Linked DNA regions of Triticum aestivum: region 1 is linked to region 2. The links are chromatin contacts, called in public Hi-C maps. All regions are on one chromosome and are shown on one strand. Each heading gives the region's core, a stretch centred on a gene start, on an enhancer-like site or on the middle of the called end of the contact. The rest is flanking DNA. Distances are from core to core; before and after follow the strand shown. Region 1 holds the start of LOC123063578 (serine decarboxylase 1). Region 2 holds the start of LOC123063577.

Region 1 (4,852 bases), core at 299-2,798, 200 kb after region 2:
ACATTCTCGATCATGTGAAAAATGTATGCAAGATAGATTAAGGGATATCTGGTAGATACTGACCCGACTAATAGGCCGTGGAGGTTCCCTTCAGTGCCGCAATTGGTGATGTATCCCCAATATTCGTCCTGTTGGAGGTCCCAGAGGCGGGCAAACCAGTCAAGCACGGCAACTTCAAACTGCCTGGAGTGGACGCCGTAGTTGCTCTCAATGAAAGGGTCGCCGAGATTGTTGATGGAGAAGTTCTGGAATTGGGCCATCACACTAAAGTTGAAGTCCAGGTTGTAAGGGTACCCTGTGAGGGACAAACATTTGCATGAGAAATCAATCTGCGCATGATAGTATAAATTGCATGATGAATATTTTACAAAAGTACGTATGTATTTATTTTGTGGTGCTGGCAATGGTCAAACATTTGAGATGCGTTCTTTTTTAGGAAGATGTAAAATGCGTGTATATTATGAAGTGTACCTATTTTTCAGAGTATATATTAATGTATGACTTTATTTGACTCACAATAATAAATATGTATGGCCTTTTCCCAGAAAAAGATATGCATGACTTTTGTTGGCAAGTTTGTGGAACTGGTACCCCAACAAAACTACAAAATTCTACCACTGTTAGCCAACCAAGAGAGGAATTACACAATTTGAGAAGAAGTGTGCAGAGTTGTTAGACGATCTTCTTTTGAGAGAAAATTGTTAGAAGATCGTAATCACGTGGAAGCATTAATCCTTTTGTTTTGGAAAATCCATTAACTCACTTAGTCATTCTACCTGTTGCTACTGGTTCTTTTTTTTCGAAGAATAGAAAAACAGTTCTATTTTGGCAGGGTTCTAGCTTCCCGAAGTCTAGGACATCCTCTCGCAAAAAAAAAAAGTCTAGGACATCATCGTTCTATTTGGTGTTCTTAAGGCGGCAATTTGACCTATTTATTCCGATCTTCCACTGTAATATTTTTAAAACAAAAGTTTTAACTGCTCAAAAAAAATTCTCATGCAGCGCCACGTTGCGCACACACACGAGACTAGGAGCATGCATGCCGCACGGCGGCGCGAGGCATGCACGCAAGCCGGAGCTCTTTTTATTTTTTTGCATATCAATGCAAGCCGGAGCTCGTGCAGCATGATCGGATCGCCGATGCAGATCAATGGAGCTGGCCGTACCCAGGTGGTGGGTGGTCCTCTCCTGGAGGTGTTGGGCGAAGCCGGCGAGGAGCGCGGCCACGTCGTCTCGCCGCTCGGCCGCCGCCTCGGCGTCCGCGGGAGGCTCCAGCACCGCGAAGCCCTCCACGGCCACACGTGCCGCGTGCTTGCCCGTGTCTGCTACGACCACCTGCAGCAGACCATCAGTAACCGGGGGGACAACACCGCTGACGCCGGGGTGGTTCTGGAGGACCTTCTGGTGGCAGTGGTGATCGGCCGCCGGCGGCGAGCCTACCAGCACCTCGCTGTTCTTCTCTACCATCTTGCTAGCTAGCTACCAACGGCGCCACTCGATCAACACCTCAAAACAGTAGTATGAGAGAGAGAGAGAGAGAGAGAGAGAGAGAGAGAGAGAGAGGTGGAAGAAGGGTCGGGGATGGCGGTGGAATATATAGGGAAGGAGAGAGCTGGGCGGAGGGGAAACTGTAACGTGCACGTCGGGTACGTCGTAGAGCAGGGGCGCCCCCTCGGGGCGGGTAGAGCCGGCGCCCGGGCGCCGCGTCCTCGCCTCGTCGACGTCACTGCCTACTGTTGGTGACATGCACGTGCGCGTCCCTGTCGTCGTCGGCGAGACGGACGGTGGCGCGTCGCTGTCGCACGCATCTCATCTCGCGTGGCAGATGGCTACCTAGCTAGGTCGGTCCATTACTCAGTTGACTAAAATGGTAATTAGGTGGAGATGCCATTGGGCGGGAGGAAGAAGAAGAGGTGGAGGATCTAGCAGCGAGCTAGGTAGGCGCGCGGGGACGGGACGTGCGCGACGCACAGATGGCTAGCCCTAGAGCACGCATGCACCATGTCGATCGATCCACCCGGCTGTACCCAGGGGAGGCGGCACATTGCTTGTCGTATCTGCACTGCATACAGATTGCGATCGGTACCATTAGGGTAAACCGCCTCGTCCAATGAAACTCGTCAATTAGCTTAGCCCTCCAAATATTGTAATTTACGATACTCACCCTCAAGGCTCAGTAATACACATGTCACATTACGTCAATTCTCAGTTGTCTCATCCTTTTACATACATACAAACCTCAAAGCTTCGGTATATGCCCCACGACTATGTTCGAACATTAAAAAAAATTGCCATGTCCTTACAGATGCCATTAGCTATGTTGTAGGTGCGCAGACCGGTCAGCCAGCGAACGCACTTTGATCCACGTTAAATTGTGACGACCGTACGTGTTCTAGCTAGCTAGGTGACCTAGGTCCAATATCTTGATATTTTCTACTGTATTGTAGTTACACCTTACACGCAAGATCCACGGACTCGGGTATTAAGAGCATAATTGGTTTGTTACCAATATTTGGCTTGCCAAATGTTGGCATTGCCAAATATTGGCAATATCAAAATTTGCCAACTATTGGCAACTTTATGTGAGATAGGCAAAACAATTCGTAGCCAACCAAATAGTTGCCAATATTTGGCACAATGCCAAACATTGGCATGCCAATTTTTGGCAGCAAACCAATTATGCTCTAAGACGTGCTACAGTGAACAATGGCGACGTGGCAATGCAGAATCTGTCTTCCTCTCTCTCCGTCTCTTTCAGCTACTAATTGAGGATCCTTCTCTCTGTACATATACTATACACGCTGCAAAAAGAAACAAACTAAATATCTAGCCAGTCGTGCAGGGTGGGTGGAATGGGAACTCAAGCAACCTACGAATGCACTGGCTACTTAGTTAATTCAGCTAACGTCCACAGTGTGCAATCGCGTCTCTAATTATAAACTCTCATGCCGCGTCACCCCGGCGGCCCCGTACGTGTGTTTTGCATGGATGCACGCAAGCCCGATCGGGTCAAAAACTATTGCCCGTAAGGAGGGCCACCAATCATACGAGGCCGTGCTCGAAGAATCTGACAAGAAAAACTTACATGATCCACATAAGATCGCTTGCTTGTGATTAAGTAGTGGGGTAGTTATATATAGTAGCATTACCACATCTATAACTTCTCTCTGAAACGGAAGTGTAAACAATTGTCAGAACGGTGACGGCACATGATAATATCTGAATACGATCCCTGATTGAAAGATTCGTTCTGCATCTGACTTTCCAAACTTGGTTTGTTATTTGTACGACCATATACATGAGGTCTAGTACTTTTCTCGACGGATGCCATTGGCTGGGGAAAATGAAGAACAAGAGGTCGACGAGGCACGCGGGGACGGGACGCCGTCCGCCAACATGAAATGGTGGATACTGTCACTAGCTATAGCAGCTTTGCTTCGCTATCGAGGCTGGCGATAGCTAGTAGTTAGTAGCTAGTTGTACGTCTATACACGCTAAAGGGACGTTCACGCGCTAGCTAGAGAATGCACCATGGCCCGGCTGTATCCCGGGTGTGTCTCATTCATATAAGAAGATCGTAGTACAAAGCCATATAGACACCGAACTCACAAAATAGAAAAGACAACAAAACGCTAGCTTTTACGCAAAAAAAGAACCACTGGTCCGGACCGACCAGCGGACACAAAACGTTGTTCATAAGTGTAAGTTTACGTGCATATATGTGAGCGTTTGTGATTGTACTGTATTTAGAAAAAGATTAGCAATTGCACGCATGCATGCATGCACCGTTAGGTTGTACGTATGGCGACCAGACCGGGCCGGCCGGCGGGCTACACTTTTGATGTGTGAAGGTTACCGATCGATCAATCCACTTTGATCCACGACCAAGTGTGACGACTGTGCTATCTAGGTCCAATATCTAGATATTTTACAATCTACAGTACGTGCTATTGTAGTCGTACACTACACACGCAAGATCGACCGACCCACACAAGGCGTGCTACAGTGAACAATGACGACGTGGCAGTTCAGAATCTTTCTCCGCTCTATCCATCTCTGTCAACTACTAATTGAGAATCTTTCTTTTCTGTACATAAATATCGAGCAACACGAGTATGTTTTTTTTTCTGCGAAATAACACAAGTATATAATTAAACTAGAACCGGGCGATGTGAACGTAAGCGGCCAGATGAGTGCGATAACCTAATTTAATCTACTTAGTTAATTCAGCTAACATCCGTAGAAGCACAATGTACAAGTACGCGCGTCTCTAATTATAAACTCTTGTGTTTTGCATGGATGCACGCAAGCCCGGCCGGTCGAGTCAAAAACTACTGCTCCTACGGAGGGCCACCGATCATACGAGGCCGTGCCCGAAGAATCTGACAAAAGAGCTTTGCATGATCCAGTGGCGAATCTATTGGGCAGGCTTAAACAGGCTTGAGCCTGCTCTCCAGCGATGCCAATTTCCGTTTTACTGCTAGTTTCAAACTTCAAGGCCCAGCCCGGTCACTCAATAGCCCTTTCCAGCCCAGCCACTCAACGCTCCTTCCACAATCTCGTGCAGTCGCTCGCTTGTCCCACCCGAGCCGCTCCCTTCTGCGCAGGTGCCCTAGCCGCCGCCGGTCGCTGGACCCTCCTTCGCGCCGCCGCCGGTCGCCGGACCTCTCCTTCTCTCCGCCGCTGCCGGCCCACCTCCCCAAATCGGCACCCGGACTGCTCTCCCCTAATCTGGTCACTTTCCCCTCCCCAAAACGGCGCCAGACTGCATCTCCATCTGACCGTGTCCTCCCCAGTGTGGCCGTGGATTAGAGGAAGGGTGCTTAGTTGGTTGCTGCGCCATCCGGCTGTT
Region 2 (4,813 bases), core at 2,135-4,634:
TACATCCAAACCGCGCTTCACTCTCTGACAACCGTTCACCAAGCGAATGCATCTAATCCACACATCCCACTTTCTCTTCCAACGCCAGGACGCGCTCTCAGAGGAATCAGCTCTTCTTCCACACGGCATCAGCATCTGCGGATAGATGAAACAACATCAACTTACCATATGAACAAAGGCACCAATAACAAGCATCAAATATAATAATATATAGATCGCTGTGTCTGATGCAAGCAGTTGACACTGGATATTTGCAACGAGGTGCCTATCACATTATCAGGGAAAAGGACTTCAACCGTGTATTTTGCAAACATGCTGATGAACATATGGCAGTAAGCCACAAGCCGAAATTTCTATGTGCGCATATGATTAAGCAGCCTAGAGTTTATACGATAAGAATGCACTACACTGAGGTTTGCGTTTGAGAAACCGATTTATCAAATAACGAAACAAGGCCCATGGCAGGTGCAACAGCTGCGGAGCTTCAACAGGAAGATGCAGATTTCAGAGGAGACATTAATGAGGCCAGCAAGTGTGTAGATGAAGAAAGGATATGATATAGCAACACAAGGACTTATTAAATACATCTGACCAGGGAAACAAAAGCAAATGTTCAGTGGTGCATCCATGTATACAACTCTTTTGTTGTTGTATGTCTTGTTTTTCTTTTGTCTATAAGAATAAAGTTACTTATGTAGATCAGATGTAATAATACAATAATATCCTTATGCCTATGATTGTACTATATGTGACCTCCTCCTTCCTGTTTAGCAGTTCAACAGCAGAAAATCTACAGACAACCGAAAAACAATTTTTCCCCTTCGGGCTGCTGTATACTACTGATATATGGAGTAATCTGTAGTGGATTGTAATCACATAAAAACAAACTGCTAGAACTGCTGTTCAGAGCAGAAACATGGGGCTGTTGTAATTAGATGATTTCGACTCATACACAGGTTATATACCAAAATAGAAACTGGAACTTGGAAATGACTTGAACAGCTCGACCAACTCATGTAGTAGAAATTTCAAGCCCAATAGCAACTCTGGATTACTAACAATATTTAACAGTAATGAACTAGTATCAAACTAGGCAGAGTGGAAAAGCAAATTATCATGAAATAAATACCTGAATCATATATCTTTGCTGTGTAACACTGGGACCATGTTAAATAAAATTAAGCAAATAACATGCTCACCACTTCATATAGTTGGTGCACATAATGATGGTGGGAAACCAGCATATAGTCGACCAGATAAGATGATTTTGCTAAGCTCAGCGAACAACTCGACCTGCAACGTCTTGACGTCCACCGAAAATAACCCAAACATCACCTCCTCTCCTGAAGATGTGATGTACATCGCTCCTATGAGCAGGTATCCCCCGCCTACACCAAGCAGAACAACATGATGCATTTCCGGCAACGGGATGACCTTCTCCAAGTGCCATTGGTTATTTCTCAGAATGGAATACCTCAGCCAACATGGTTCATACATGTTACCCCTGTCATAGACTTCAGCGAGCATTCCGAGCATTCCTTCTGCTGCCTCAACAATGACGAAATTGCTGCTCCATCCTTGTTCAGGTGGTAGGTTGACAGCAGAGAACTCCATGGCACGTGTATCAAGCAGAACCAACTTGTTCAGGAGGGGAAAACGCCAACAGAAGCATCCGTGGACGAACTGACGATCTGAGAGCCCATCCTTGGTGCCTTCAAGTGGAGCAAACGTAGCTTGAGCACTCCATTGGTCAAATGCAAGAGAATGCCACTGCCAATCCAAAGAGGAGAAGACGAGCAGCAGCAGATTCATTCTGCACTGCAGCAAGCACATGACCCTGAATGATAACGGGTCCTCTTCATCATCGCCGGGAGCAAGGAAAGTCTCCAGATGGAGGAGGTCCGGTTCACTGACCAGCGCTTTCAGGTCGCCGGGGACGGCGGGCAGCAGGATGTAGCGGCCGTGCACGGGGTCGCACACAGCGAGGTCCCTTACCGAAAAATAGCGCAGATGAGAGCTGCCGCCTTTGCCTGGGACTGGGGCGCCGTCGAGGAGGGCGCGTCCGTCCAAGAAGTCAATCGCGCTCCAGGTACGTCCGGTGGTGGAGGGGAGGAAGGAGGAGCAGGAGAAGTCGAAGCCGGCGAAGGCGCGGGCGGCGAAGGCGGAGGGGTGCGGCGGCTGGGCCGGGATGAAGGCGCTGTCGTCGAACGCGCCGATGAGAGGCGGCGGGTGGTGGGCGCGGTAGCGACGGAGGAAGGCGTGGTCGGTGATGAGACGGCGGAAGGAGGGGCACGCCGCGGAGGCGCGGGCTAGGTCGGCAGCAGTGGGGAGACGGAGGAAGATGTCGCGGAGGAGCTCGTCTGGGGTTTGGAAGATCGGCGTCTCCGGCAGCGGTGCTGGATGCGGCGGCGGCATCGGGCTGGCCGGCGGGGAAATTGGGGATCTACAAAATGCTCAACCTTTTTTTTTTTGCCAGGCAAATGGGTGTCTCTTGTACGGCTTCTACGATGGGCTCTGCAGATGGATGAGCCTCCAAATGTTACACGCCTTATTAATCATCAAATCGACTCAAAAAAATATTAATCATCAAATCAACTCAAAAAAAATATTAATCATCAAATCGACTGAAAATTTGCCTAAAAAATCAAATCGACTCAAAAACTTCGCTCGCTATGCAATGTACACCCACCCATCAGACCAAATCATCCGTCCATCAATTCCATCCATCACCACCGTGGACATGTTGCTGCCTTAAACCTTTTTGCCATCGTCATCACCCCTGGTGTCCAAACCAGAACCAGAACCTTGGACGCCATCAATGCTACAAGCACGACCGCTTCAGCCAAATTTGTTAATAACCAATCTGGATGTCAGGATGCCGGAGGTGAAGGACATCAACGAAATGCCCTTCACCGTGATTTGTTCCGTCGTTTTTCATATTTCTGCTTACTGATTCTTATGGATATTTCATTAATAACGGCTCAGTGACATGCAATGGGAGCGAGTAGGAAGCTTCTTGTTTCGCTCCACGTGGAGGCAAGGCCGTCGAGGCAGTCGACGATGCACCTGGACGGTTTCTTGGCGGCCGCCTCCACTGCCGCCTTGGCGCCCACCTAGATCGACATTCCAATTACGTCCTTCACCTTCGGCGTCCTGGCCTCCAGCTTGGCTAGGAACAGATGACTGCACTGAAATTGGGCCGAAGCGGTCGCCTATGTTGGGTTTCTAACCTTCACGCTCAGGCCGGGTTCTGGTTCTGGTTGGACACATGGGGTGAGGATGACGGCAAGAAGAGCCAAGATGTAGGTTTAAGGCAACGACATGGCCATGGCGATGATGGATGAAATGGATGGACGGTTGATTTGGTCAAGTGGGTGGGTGTACATTGCAGCAAGCGAGCGAATTGGCTAGCTGGTGTTCCCCTTCTTATATATACACCTAGATAGTAGCCCATACATGTATGCCTGACTGCTTATACTTCTATGTGGACGTCCAATTTTATAGGCAGGCAATTAAGGAGGAGCTAGCTAATTAAGTTGTGGCCATGGATCCATAGACTTGTTCTCCCTATACCTAATATAGATAGAGAAGCTCGTTAGCCTGTTTAGCTTAATAGTTGGTCTCCTTCAGCCTTTCCTATACTAGATGACCCGTTACACCCATGGCACAAAAGGCGAGAGTGAGCCGAGTATTCAAACCATGCATACGTGATTAATTTAGAACCAATTTAGGGCGTGTTCGGCAGCCAGCTTCTCCAACTCCACGATTGGAGCTGAGCCGAACGCTCTGACTCCGCGGAGTTCAGAATCAAGAAGCCAGCTGCCCGCGTAGTGTAAAGACGGAGGAAACTGAGAAGCTAGCCTTTCCCGGCTCTGAAAATTGAGGAAGCGGGAGTTGAGACATATTACAACCATATGCCACCGCCAAGTGAGTCCCTAGCATACCGGTTTGCTCATTCTGTTTCTCTCCCCGATTTTTTTTCTCGTGCACGACCAGATGCACAGGGAGATGCACAAGGAGATGGATGCTGGGAGCGGACGGGCTGAACGATTTCCCGGATAGACTGGGCCACATGCGCTTAAATGGGCCGGAGGCCTGGTAGAGCGACCAAATATAGAAGCTGTCGTGCCGAACGATTTCTCGGTCGCCACATGAAGTGAGAAGCCACACGAGAAGCCAGATTTGAGAAGTTTTAGAGAAGCTGGGAGGTTTCAGAACACACCCTTAATAGATACTTATACCCATTACATGGTACTATGATAGACTAAAAGAAAGTAATGTGATCACTTGATAATAGCATACATTGGTTTTATAAAGCAACTATGGTAGCAAAGATGCATTGTATAGCTGCCAACTGGAAAGACCAGGACATGGAGGTGAATAGTAACTGCTTCATGCTATGATGTGGAGTGTTCTCTAAAATCTGATACTGCTTGCACTTGCCCCCGAAATGAATAGTAATAATTTTAAGAGGATAAATCACTCAGAGGTTTGGTTCCTAATTGGAGCAGCTAAAGAAGCAAAGTAGCTAATCTTAGTCTGTATATCAAACATTGTTTGGAACAGTTGACAAACTTATGTGCCTCGAGATCTGGTGGGGGATTGATGGATTATGGATGGGCTTAGACCCATATAAGACAATAATCCATGGTTAATCTCTAAGGCACATGCTTGTGTACGGCAAGTGGTGGGAAGTGTGAGAAGTTTAGTTCCATGCTGCTACAGTAAGAAGAGTGAGACCTCTTTATAAGGGCTGCTCTACCACTTGCTATTGGAAGCCTGAGAATAGGAGTTGTACACGCGCGCTCCTCCT

What was found. A called contact is a pair of places that touch in the nucleus more often than the background predicts.
Region 1: a Hi-C map of leaf shows a contact between it and region 2, with 2.5 times the contacts expected there. The contact joins the promoter of LOC123063578 here to the promoter of LOC123063577 in region 2. A contact is called at or near these places in 2 of 5 Hi-C or Micro-C datasets (both in leaf).

What each region holds. Positions count from the first base shown.
Region 1 is chr3A:733,354,407-733,359,258 of IWGSC CS RefSeq v2.1, forward strand. LOC123063578 (serine decarboxylase 1) reads right to left here and starts at 1,549. Exons shown (of 5, transcript XM_044487400.1): 1 at 1,167-1,549; 2 at 64-295. The coding sequence starts at 1,467.
Region 2 is chr3A:733,153,021-733,157,833 of IWGSC CS RefSeq v2.1, forward strand. LOC123063577 reads right to left here and starts at 3,385. Exons shown (of 3, transcript XR_006430402.1): 1 at 1,475-3,385; 2 at 1,200-1,388; 3 at 1-135.